Regions from separate parts of the Gossypium hirsutum genome. Here region 1 is linked to region 2. The links are chromatin contacts, called in public Hi-C maps. All regions are on one chromosome and are shown on one strand. Each heading gives the region's core, a stretch centred on a gene start, on an enhancer-like site or on the middle of the called end of the contact. The rest is flanking DNA. Distances are from core to core; before and after follow the strand shown.

The links. Hi-C and Micro-C count contacts between places; a contact is called where the count stands out from the background.
Region 1: a Hi-C map of anther shows a contact between it and region 2, with 3 times the contacts expected there. The contact joins the promoter of LOC107887265 here to the promoter of LOC107887425 in region 2. A contact is called at or near these places in 16 of 34 Hi-C or Micro-C datasets (anther, callus, fibers and 4 more).

What each region holds. Positions count from the first base shown.
Region 1 is chrA03:66,200,836-66,206,928 of Gossypium_hirsutum_v2.1, reverse strand. It overlaps LOC107887265, which reads left to right and starts at 3,264. Exons shown (of 8, transcript XM_016811454.2): 1 at 3,264-3,490; 2 at 3,643-3,893; 3 at 4,070-4,141; 4 at 4,625-4,689; 5 at 4,896-5,052; 6 at 5,757-5,837; 7 at 5,953-6,042. The coding sequence starts at 3,648.
Region 2 is chrA03:66,055,018-66,061,136 of Gossypium_hirsutum_v2.1, reverse strand. It overlaps LOC107887425 (zinc-finger homeodomain protein 11), which reads left to right and starts at 4,701. Exons shown (of 1, transcript XM_016811663.2): 1 at 4,701-6,119. The coding sequence starts at 5,163. The coding sequence ends at 5,933.

The DNA of each region.
Region 1 (6,093 bases), core at 2,015-4,514, 150 kb before region 2:
ATAAATTTTAGTGAAGAAAGGTCGAAGATGTCAAATAGCGAAATAGGGGAGACTTTAAAGAATAAAATGTACTTATTGGCTGGACCAAGAAAGTTTCAGGGAAAATTAGCGAATCTTAATTTGGAGTTCTGTAGCTCCAGATATAAATAATTTAGTGACTGTGACACTTTGAATAAATAAAGAGAAATTGAAAAATAGCATGTTAATACATTGCTTATTATTTTCATACGAGCTTACTGAGCATAAAGCTTACTCCCTCATTTCCATTTCTTTTAGTGTTGTTAGGTCGGCTAGGGCGTGGAGATCGTCGGAGATAACATCACACTATCAAGCCAATACCTTTGGAGTATTGAATACATATGTTAAAATTATCAAGTGAGTGGCATGTATAGGGACCTAGTTCTATGACATGTGTTATTATGATTTGGCCAAATGTATTGGCCCATTTTGAGCTATTGTATATGGCCATGAGATGTGGCTCATATTGATTATGGCTTGTAAGTCTAGCTAGTCATGTTATGATTTATTGCTTATGATGTGAAGATATGATTATGTTTGTTTGTCATGCATGGTTGGCAATATGTCATGTGTGTTGAATGCATGTTTTATGACCATGAATTAAATGTGTAATATGGAGATAAAATAGTAATGCTTTGAACATGAAAGTTTGATGATAAGTTGAAATAAATTGGCACAAAGATAACTATGGTATGACTAGTCTTGGTTTAATGTGGGAATGTGTAACACATGCATGTTGATAGGTAAATGATATGTTTGTATCATAATTGAGGATATTGAATGCCATTGGATCCATGTATATGTGTGTGCATGTAAGGGTAACAAAAAGACTTGGAAAATAGCCTAAGAGTTAACTACACGGGATGAGACACGACCGTGTGTCTCCACCGTGTGAGGGACACGGCCTGGGGACACGGGCGTGTGACCTGGCCGTGTGGTTCAATTTATTTGCTGACGTCATAAACAGAAAGTTACATGGCCTGAGGACACGGGCGGGTTGACGACACACGGGCGTACCCCTGTGTCCACACGGGTGTGTGACCCTGTTTCATGAGAAAAATTTCTAAGTTTTCCTAGAACTTTCCAAAGTTCTCAGTTTAGTCTCGAATCGTTTCTAAACTGTGTTTTGGGTTTCGTATACCCAAATAAAGGACTATGTGCATGTGATAGAATGATTTAATATATGAATGAAATTTTATGACCCGGTTTGCATGATTGTTTGTGTTTAATTCCAGTAATGCCTCATACCCTGTCTCGGCGTAGGATACGGGTAAAGGTGTTACAGTGAACATGATTTGGAAGAGGAAATAATATAATGTAAAAGAGCCCAACTTGTGTATGTTTGTTAGTTAGAATTGAGTCTTTCTACTTTTTAATGCTATTGGCAAATTAAGTCTTAGCTGTTTTGTTATGGGTTTATTGAGAAGATAATGAGATATTGGCTCCTATTCACTTTTTCGATAACTAGAACTAGTTTATCAAATTGAATTTTATATTTACATTAATGATCAAACTAATGAATTAAAATTGATATTCACCTCTGACTAGATTTTTATCATATTTATTTCTTAAATTTTATTTGATAACATTCGTTCAACAATTTTAATTTTTAGTTTCAAAATTCTCCTTATTTTTATTTTTATTTTATTTTATTACTAAGAGTTAAAATCATTATCCATCTTTATATATACAACCTCTTTATTTTAATAATGAACTTTTGAAACTTTTAAAATGGTTGGTTATTATTATTTTTTTTTACTTTGATGCACATTTACTTATCTGCACCTTATTTAGATATAATTATAGTATTTGATTATTGATGCAAATCCAAAATAAAGTATTGATGGTTAATATGCTTAATTATACTTTAAGTTAAGTATGTTGGATTAAGAGAATTGTGATGAGGGGAAACTATGGTTGTTACATTGATTAGCTTATTGGTTTACATGGTTTTGTTCAAAAGTTTCCAAAAGGGATATTGTTGAAGTAAGTTTTTGAAGTAGTTGTCTATGTGGCAATAGAATTGTCCACTTTAGTCATCATTGTGACGACCAATTTAGTTGTCTTACTTGAATGTTGGCAATTTTTGGAAACAAAATATTGAGCTATAATCGATGTTGATATTATTGAAGTATACAAGCTTGTCAATGAAGATAAATTCATTTCGAGAAACACATTTTGAGAATTGAATAGTATAAGATCTTACATATCAAACCCCTTACTTTTATGGAGATTGAATCAAGAGCACTAAAGATGTATCTTTCAATAGTCCACTTTGGTCTTAATTAGTATATTATTTTAGCTATTTTAGCTGCTATTTAATAAGGATTTGAATTGTAGTACTTCTAGTATGTTAGTAAGTCTTGAATTTTTATATATTTATGAGATGTATATGTTTATATACAAAGTATTGAAAGCACTCATTGGTTTATAGAGAGACATTTTTTTCTAAAGTGCATTTGAGATAGTAAAACCAGTTTGTTTTCTGGTTTTACAACTTAAGTTTTTGGTGGAAAATTTAGATTTGAGAAATCTAGTCTTTGGATAGTGAGCTTACTATACTGGAGTGTGATAGGACTCAAGTCACTTCTTGTATTGAGTTTAAGGATAATGGATTTATCTCACCGATCCATGCTTTGAGATGTAGGGAAACTGAAACATGTAAACAATTTTTTGTTGTATGTTTTTATTGTGTTACGCAATGCAACCAAAGGTGCCTACTTTCGTTGTCACTTACATTCAGATTTTGTTTTATTAGCATATTAACAACTTATTCAGCTCAATAATTTTTCAATCGAGGTTATTTTTAGTTGACTCGTGACATTAACTCAATCAGCCAGGGGTTTAAATAATAGTATAGAAACATTGATTATACTAGTAAAATTGAGGTTTTAAGCTTTATTAATGGTATGCATTGAAATCTAATCATTTGTAATTTTTTATAAGTTTTATTTAAAATGTAAATAGACAAAAGTATTATTTAAAAATATAATTTATTTAAAATAGGTGAGGATAGTATAATAAATTTTCAATTGAGTTATACTAACAAACTCAATTAGTTAGAGATTTAAATAATAATATAGATAATATGGATAAAATAATTGAATTAATGTTTAAGAGGAAGTTGCCAGTTTCAACCGCCAACACCAGTCGAACAGCCACCGAAATAAGAGAGAATTGTTAGGTAACGCGCAATGGCATTGCGACTTCTAAATTCCAAAAATACCCTTAGAGCCGTTTGCATTGACGTCAGCGTGTCTCTCACCCTCGAATCCTCTGCTAAACTCATAAATTTGGAAAAGAAAAAAGATAAAAAGAATAAAATCCTACAAAGAAAAACTACAATCGTTGGAAATTTAGAAAGGAAACAAAGAAGCGTTCGCAGCAAAAGAAGCTTAATTAGAAAATTTCTCCCCGATTTCTTCGTTACTTCCCTTCATCCAACATAAATTCCCCATTTCGTCCGCTAAAGGTAATTTTTTTTCAAAGAATTATTTTCCCTCATTTTCCAATTTGGAAACCTCCGACTCGCTGCTCTTACTCAGCGCGATTACGGGGTTTTTTATTTTATTTTTTGGATTGAATTAAGCAATGAAAATTGAAAATATTTTGTTAACTTTGCAGAAATTATGAGTGATCACCTGGTTTTGTATGTGGATCGTCTGGTGAGGCCGGTGCCGTTACAGCCGGTGGAGTCGGAGGCTGGTCCCTCAACGGAGATTTCGGGCCCATCCTGCTCGCCCAAGGAAAAGGAGATCTTCCGTGGAGGCGGCGAAGAGGAGCCGCTCATTCAAACGGCGGAGTGTCGCATTTGCCAGGAGGAAGATTCCGTTGAGAATCTTGAGACCCCTTGTGCCTGCAGCGGCAGCCTCAAGGTAATATTATTATTATTATTAAAAAATTGATTAAGAATTTTTTTTAATATAAAGTGTATTATCTAGAGCTTTCTAGATTCCGCTTGCAGTTTAATGAACCTCGTAAAATTAAGCTAAATATCGAAATTAGCATTACTTGCTTTGATATTATTAATGCCATCTGTTTTAAATTGCAGTATGCGCATAGGAAATGCGTGCAACATTGGTGCAACGAGAAAGGAGATATCATTTGCGAGATATGTCATCAGGTATATGCTTGCCTTAATGTCCCTTATTTTGATATTGTTATTTTGTTTTAGAGACATGCATTGCCTGCTGCAGCTTCATTTCATCCTTTTAATTTGTCATAAGATTTTCAACTAGCGCCTGTAGGCCCTTTTGTGTCTGTAAGAAAAGAAAGTTTGTGGCTTTTGAAGTAAGCGGTTGCAAATGAGTGTGGAATAGGGTGATCAAGTATCATCTGCTTTTAGGAAGAATATTAATAAACCATTTGATTGATGGGAAAAGGCCTTGTTTCGTTATTCCTGGTTTATCATGCAGTTTTCCTTTCATAGTTCTTTTTACTTCTCAGAATTTATCACGATAGTGGTTAAATATGAGCAACTTTTTGGTCAGACACAGTATGGATTTTAATCATGATGTTAAATTCTTACTTCTTGTTCAGTGGCTATTGATTATTGGTTGTTTTGACTCCTTGCTGATGTAGTCTATCCTTTTAATTTGCTGTGCAGCCTTATCAACCTGGTTATATCGCTCCACCTCGCCCCCAAACTGAAGAAACCGCTATTGATATTGGGTAAGTTAGATGGTCTCACATGTAAGACATTTCTATGCTATGGCTGGTATTTGGTGGACTTCTTGTAAAGATGAAATCAGCATATGCTATGAGATTTATCAAGCATGACATCCATCACAAACTTTGATCTAAACTTGCTTGACAGATTAGTCTGTATAATCTGGTTGGAAGATTCCATCGTTTTAATTTTTGTATCTGTCTTACAGTGGAGGCTGGACAATCTCTGGCACCCCTGTGGATTTGCGTGATCCTCGCCTCTTGGCCATTGCAGAGGCAGAACGGCAAATTTTGGAAGCTGAGTATGATGAATATACTGCATCAAATGCCAGTGGAGCTGCCTTTTGCCGTTCTGCTGCTCTAATTGTAAGCTTTTAATTCTGAATCTGCTGGATATATTAAATTTCTTATCATGTTTAACATGTACTGCTCAAAATTGGACCCATTGGCCATTATCAATTCTACTTATTAGTATATTAGCCATGCGTCAAGGACATATTTTGATGAACTGATTTAGAGAAAGGAGTTTGCTGAGGTGTTTGAGCTTTATACTCGAAGAACTTTATTTTTTTGGTAGATATTGCTCTCATCTCCCCCCTGGCATACTCATTGCATTAACCGTGGAGAAACCTATTTTTACTGTTTTACAGTTTCCAGCTCCCAACTTCCCTCTATCTAAGTAGAAACTTGAGCCACTGGAGCTGTGGTGCAATTCCACATGGGCCACAATTACATTGGTCACCTCAGCTGATTTTTCATGTCCACAACTTCTCTTCTTGTTCCTTCCCTTTTCTCTCTGTAACTAGGCATGTTATACATAACAGTGGAGAGAATGATTTATACCACATCCTTTTAGGGCCTTCAGCTCCCAACTCTTATTCCTGAAGAAAAACCATTTAGATTCTGCCTGGTGGACGAGCATCTCAGTTGAAGTTTTTCATGAGAATAACTGCTTTTGATTCCTTAAATTTTCTTAAAATTTAAAAATAGTTCATTTTCTTACATGACCATTTAATAAAGAGTCGGCTATCAAAATGATTGATGTTGTTCTTTTTCTTCAATTTTATCAGTTAATGGCCCTTCTGCTGTTGCGGCATGCATTAACTGTTCCAGATGCTGATGCAGAGGATGATGTGTCTACCTTTTTCTCTGTAAGTTTTACCTAAAGCTGCATCCCATATTCACATTAGCACTTGTTCAAGCATATGCATTACAGTCATCATACCATTGAGCCAGTTTTCTTAAACTGTTTGGTTCCTTGTGCAGCTTTTCTTGCTTCGTGCTGCTGGGTTTCTCTTGCCATGCTACATCATGGCTTGGGCCATCAGTATATTACAGCGACAAAGGCAAAGACAGGTCATTAACCTTTATTTGTACCTTAATTTGAAATCCCTTGTTTTTCCCTCT
Region 2 (6,119 bases), core at 3,452-5,951:
GAAACAATGACATCAATCAAATTTATTCTGTACTTAGTGTTTTGGAGGAGCATCTTAATTCGACAGAGAAATGAATTCTGGATCAACATTATATCACTATAAATGAATTGACAGCAATGACTTTGAATTATTAATTTTCATGAGGGAGTAAAGTGCAATTTTTAACTATTAAGTTTGGGATTAGTGAAACGAGAAGACCTTAATTATGAAAATAATACAAAATTCCAATTTAAAACAGTGACCCAAGGCCCAAAAGTCTTTGATCAAATAAGTGTGGAATTCAATAAAACAAGGTCAGACAGTAAAAGTGGATTTGGAATTTATAACAGGAATCGACCCTTTAACTGTGCATCTGGGCCGGGACTAGAGTTTGCTTATGGGGGAGTATGGATTATATATAGTATTTAAATCAACTTTTTAAGTTTGGTCTATTAGATCCAAAACATGGATTTAATTTTTTTTTTAAGTCTTCCTCAAGTTAAAAATTGTAAATTTAGATTCCACCCGAATTGTTAATATTTGATTTTTAGAATTATTTTATTTAAAAAATATAATGCACTAAAAAATTAAAATAAATATGTTCTAATATATTAAAAAATATTTATGTTAAAAATACTAACATAAATATAATAAATGTTTTATTGTATTAAATTTAATTTTTAAAATATTATATTTTGGGTTAAGTTATTTAATTGGGTAAGTCTTTTTAGATTTTGGATAAGAAATATAATTTTTATTAGGTCAGTGATTTAATATATATAATTTATTATTTAACATATATAATTAATATAATTAATTTTTATAATATAATATATTCAGATAATCTTAATTAAAGCTTGACCCATTTAAAAAACAAAACTTAAATTTTATCAAACCCTCTTATATTTATCCAAATTCTCTTATTGTTCCATCAAGTCTTCAAGTTTGCGTGATTCAAGCCATGAGCAGCTCTAGCTGGGACTTCAATCTTCGTAAAAAGACAAAGCAAAAATTACAGGAGAGGGGCTTTACTGCATATCCCTCGTCATACAAAAATGAGTTATAGGATCTCAGTTAAGCCCAACTCTGTTTGGAGGCATTCTTTGGGTTTCTAAAGGACCATATCCTCAAACTTCAAACTAAATTTTTTTAGGTTACACAGTTCAACCCTTAATTATTAAAAGAAAAAGTTATAAATGAATCAAAAGGGGTTTCCCAAATGAAAATACACTGAACTTGAAACTTGGAATTAAAGTTTGCTAACATAGTTGCTGACACAGTGATAATATATTTGTATTGTATGGCATCTTTTTTACTATCCATGCAAATAAAAAGAATGGAAGTTATTGAAAGGTTTGTTGTTTGGGTTAAAAAAACCTCATTAAATTCACCTAGAAAAGGAAAAGAGAACTTTAGCTCAAATCTACACTAAGAGAATTTCATGTTACAAGATTTTGGACACTTTTATCAAGAGAGTAGATTAGATGAAAGCTGACATTCAATAGATCATGATAATGCAATATTCTTATCCTCTATAATGAATGGCCCTTTTCCGTTTTGACAGCCTCCCAAGATTTTTCTTTTTCTCTACTTCTCTGATCTTATCTTCTTGAGTAATGTTTCATAGATGCAAATAAATGCATTTAGGTGGATGCTGATATGATCCACCCATTACTCCAAAAATAACATAAAAACTTTGTAAATTGTGGTGATAATTTCTATATGTACAAAAACCTAGAGCATAGTGAGGGAGAGGGGCATCTCTAATTTAATATTTGTATGTGGGGGGCCCAATCACTTAAAAAGAGTGGACCATGGAATCTGGTTCTGTAGGTTTGAATGGTTGGTGACACGACTCTAGTTGTTTCCACAGGGAAATTAAAGTCAGACCAAATTAAGGACCATTTTTCCTGCTCCTCTCTGCCTTTTTACCATTGCCTTTGAGTCTTTAAAACCGCCCCAGTTAAGCTCTGCTGGCCACTTGGACATGTGCTTTCCCTTTGAGGAATCCTCAATTATTAGGACAATAACCCTCTTGATTGCTGGTTGTTCTGATAAACATCACTAGCAAGGTCTCATTTAAGGAGAAAAAAACAATCCCAAAAAGGAAGATGGATAAAAAACTGTAGTAACTTTATTCCTGCTTATCTAAATATTTCTCTGATGGCGAAAGTATTGCAGCTACACATATTGAAAGTTTGCTAATTTTTAGCTCGTTGAGTTGCAGTTGAAGAAAGTAACTATTAATAGTAAAAATGGAGATGAATACTAAACTTTGTTTACGTAATAAATAATAAAAATAAGTTGTGATTTAAGTTCAACTCACTCGTCAAATTGCAACATCATTCTTATACTTTGAGCGAAATCAATCTCATACTACAACTTTCCACTTGAAAGCTTAGATGTAAACTGGTGAACACAAAATATTTTACTTAAAATTTAACAATTCCTAATTGAGCAAATAAAGTAATCTCACCTTCTTACTTAAATAAATTATCTATAAATATAGATAAAAGGCTTGTTCAATTACAATCAATATCAATAACTAATTCCACTCAAACTGAAACAGTCATTAAAATATTTCCAATAAAGTGTATATTCGGTAGAAATCTTCTTGCCATCAAATTCTTTGAAAAACAAATATTGTATTCAAGGGAACTTAGATTGTAATGAAAGATTGAATCCCTTGGCTTAATTTTTTCATGTAAAGACTTCACTAATGAGTTGTTAAAAGTCTTCAAAAATCAATAATTAAAGGTTGAAACAGTAAATCATACTTTGAACACTAAAGATATATAATTTTATTCAATGTACCTACTAATGTTCAATATGCATAGTACATGACTTTAGTTAGTGTAATCATATAGTAAATCCATTAATCTTTTATGCGGTAATGAAGGTAAAAAAATTTCAACAATTGAGTATTCCTTAAATTACATTAGGCGTTGCAGCTAACAATTATAATTGGCATAAATTCATACACCACAATCAGTCGAAATTTAAACAGCATTCATCACTATCATATATAGTTGGCATTTTGCAAGTCTACAAAGCTGACATAAACAGAAAAAAGAAACTTGAATCAAAGCTAGATTCCATTCCAGAAAGCTAGAATTTTCATATAAAAGAACATGACTTTTAATATTTGTACTTAAAACATGCAACAAAGTTTGGGGGGTGGAGTGACGCGGTGAGTGGAAGACTATTTAGTATTGCAAGTGATAATAACAGAAGTTGAAATTTACAAAATAGTTTCCTAAGAGTATTTCTTCTAAAAAGAAGGTTTGGAAGATGAAAATAAATAAATAAATAAATAAAGGAAGTTTAGCACGAATAACACATTGTGAGGTGTCTCCTGTCATTCTGAATGCAAAGGGTATAAAGTTGTAATGAAAATGATTAAGGGTTGGAATGGAAGAAATGGTCAAAATGTAGTTTCAATGGTAGAGCATTACTTGAACTTTATTGTGTCAAATTGTGCACAAATGCGCGTGCTTCTTTGATGATGACATGATTGTCAGGACATTCCTCAAGTTGTTTTGGACTCTAATTCTTTGCTCTGTTTAGTTTTAGGGTCATAATTTGATTCATATTCATCACTCCACTCTTGTCACGCTGGGATCAAACTTTTTATTTGGTTTGAAATAGTTTAAATTTGATGCCTCCTTATCTATGATTGAATTATTATATGAAGGATTAAGATGAGTCGCAAAGCATAAAGGACAAAATATCACATCTCTAAACCAGTATTTCAATTGCATTCATTAATCATCTTCTATATTTAACCAAAATCCTTACTCAATGCCAAAAACAAAAAGAGATGAATGTATGCAAAGACTAACTTTATTATAGTCGAGTTAGTAGAAGAAAATTAGAACATGACTTGATGGCCTTGCCTTGCCGTATATTATTGCTTTTCAGACACCACGTGGAAGCAGAGAATTATGATTAAGAGGATGATAATGGCCCCTACCTACCCTTATATTTAACATTTAATTATTATTTTTTTTTTATAGAAATGGCCCGTCCCAACCTTCCCAAAATCCATTTCCAAATCCCTTAATTTTTGTCTGGACATAAAATAGGCTGATTAAAGGACTCTATTTGAATGGTAGGCTTCAATGTATTTATCACCCCCCCCCCCTCTCCTACATTAACCTATTGATATTCAGTTTGATTTATGAAACCAAAATAATCATAATTTTCTTTATCAAAGCTGATCCGAATCACCCCTTCTACTAACTATCTTAAACATTAATAAAGTCATGAGGGTCATTGCTTGGGTTGTAAAACAAGGAAGGGAATGGATAACTTTTTTATCAGCCCTTTCTGGAATTCCTCCTTGCATTCAAAACCATTAAAGTATTTCCCATTCAAATGTTATTTTATTCTCTGCAATATAAATAAATAAATAAATATGTTGATGTTTACTTACAGAGAAAGTATAGAGATTGGAATCTTTCAAGTATATAATAAACAAGTTACCTAGTCAACTGTGAGGTGACAAATGTGAGGCAGACACATGGCAAATCTGACTGCAGTGTGTGTATGCATCATATTCATCGCTGCCCACGTAGTCTGGTTTTTGTGTAAATGGAAAATCCAAAGCCTTGAATCATATGGAGTGGAGTATTATTTACTGCTCATAACTAACTCTGATCAGAAAATCACTTGAGGGAAGAAATTTAAAGATAGGGCAAAGGAAACGTGACTAGTGGTTGAAAAATCTTCCATGATATGCCTTTCTTAATTACCTCCATTTTTATCATTATTAATTTCGTGCTACTGCTATAACAATAACATTGGTTGATGATGATAATTATAAAATTAAAACTATACCATCTAAAATCAGTTTTCGTTCATCATCATCATCACCCCTTTGCCATGCACCACATCATCATAATTAAGTTCACAATCCTTAAACCATCAATCTATGTTGTAAATATGTAGACATCCTCAAGGAAAATGGTGTCCTAACCCCACAAAAATGTCCCCACCCTCCTAATTCACCACGTCAAAGGCTTCACCCCTTTTTATTCTTTTCTTGGCCAACGGAGCTAATCAAACACCAAAACCAACCCACAAGCTGAGTCCTCATCAGAGACACACACCCCACAAGCGCCGAGGTCGCCAACTCTTTATTACTCCTCAACATCTACCACCACCCTCAGCAGGAGGAGGAAATGGTGCTTTCTTACAAAGAATGCCTCAAAAACCATGCAGCTAGCTTGGGTGGACATGCCCTGGATGGTTGTGGAGAGTTCATGCCTACCCCTTCTGCTACCCCAACTGACCCTGCCTCCTTCAAGTGTGCTGCCTGTGGTTGCCACCGCAACTTCCACCGCCGTGACCCTTATGATGGCCCTGCTTTCATCCACCGCCTCCCACCCCCACCTAATCCTAGCTCAAGTCCAAGCCCGACTCATAGCCCAGGTCCAAGCCGTACCCCACCTTCACCTGTGCCATTCTCTTACTACTCTTCTGCACCGCACATGCTGCTGGCCTTGAGCACTGCCTACTCAGGGCCAATGGATGAGTACCATTATCACCTCAGCAACTCCAATCCTTCGGTGTCAAGGATAAACAACAACAACCCAAGTGGGAGAAAGAGGTCAAGAACAAAGTTCACTAAGGAACAGAAAGAAAAGATGCATGCTTTCGCTGAAAGGCTTGGTTGGAGAATGCCAGAGGGTGAAGAAAAATTGATACAAGAGTTTTGCTATGAAGTTGGGGTTAATAGAGGAGTTCTCAAGGTTTGGATGCACAACAACAAGAACACTTTTAGCAAGAAAGAGCTATTATCAGTTGGAAATCTCAATCTTCACGACAGCCATGACAACAACAACAATATTGAAGATAATGGAAATGCTCTTGATTCCAATAGTCACATGCACAACAATGAGGATAGTATTCAGCTTCATATTTCTACTAATAATGGGTCTTCTACATCTTAATTTAGAAAAGACAAGAAAAAAAAAACACTACTGAATTTGAAAGAAAGCAGCAGACATAGATGGTGTTTTTGCTGCTCTTTTACATTTGGGCCTTAACTTTTTTTATTTTTCCATTTTGGTGATTAGTAATCTAATTACTGGTGATGGCAGATGAAAGAAGGAGAGAACAGAGGATATGACTTGTGA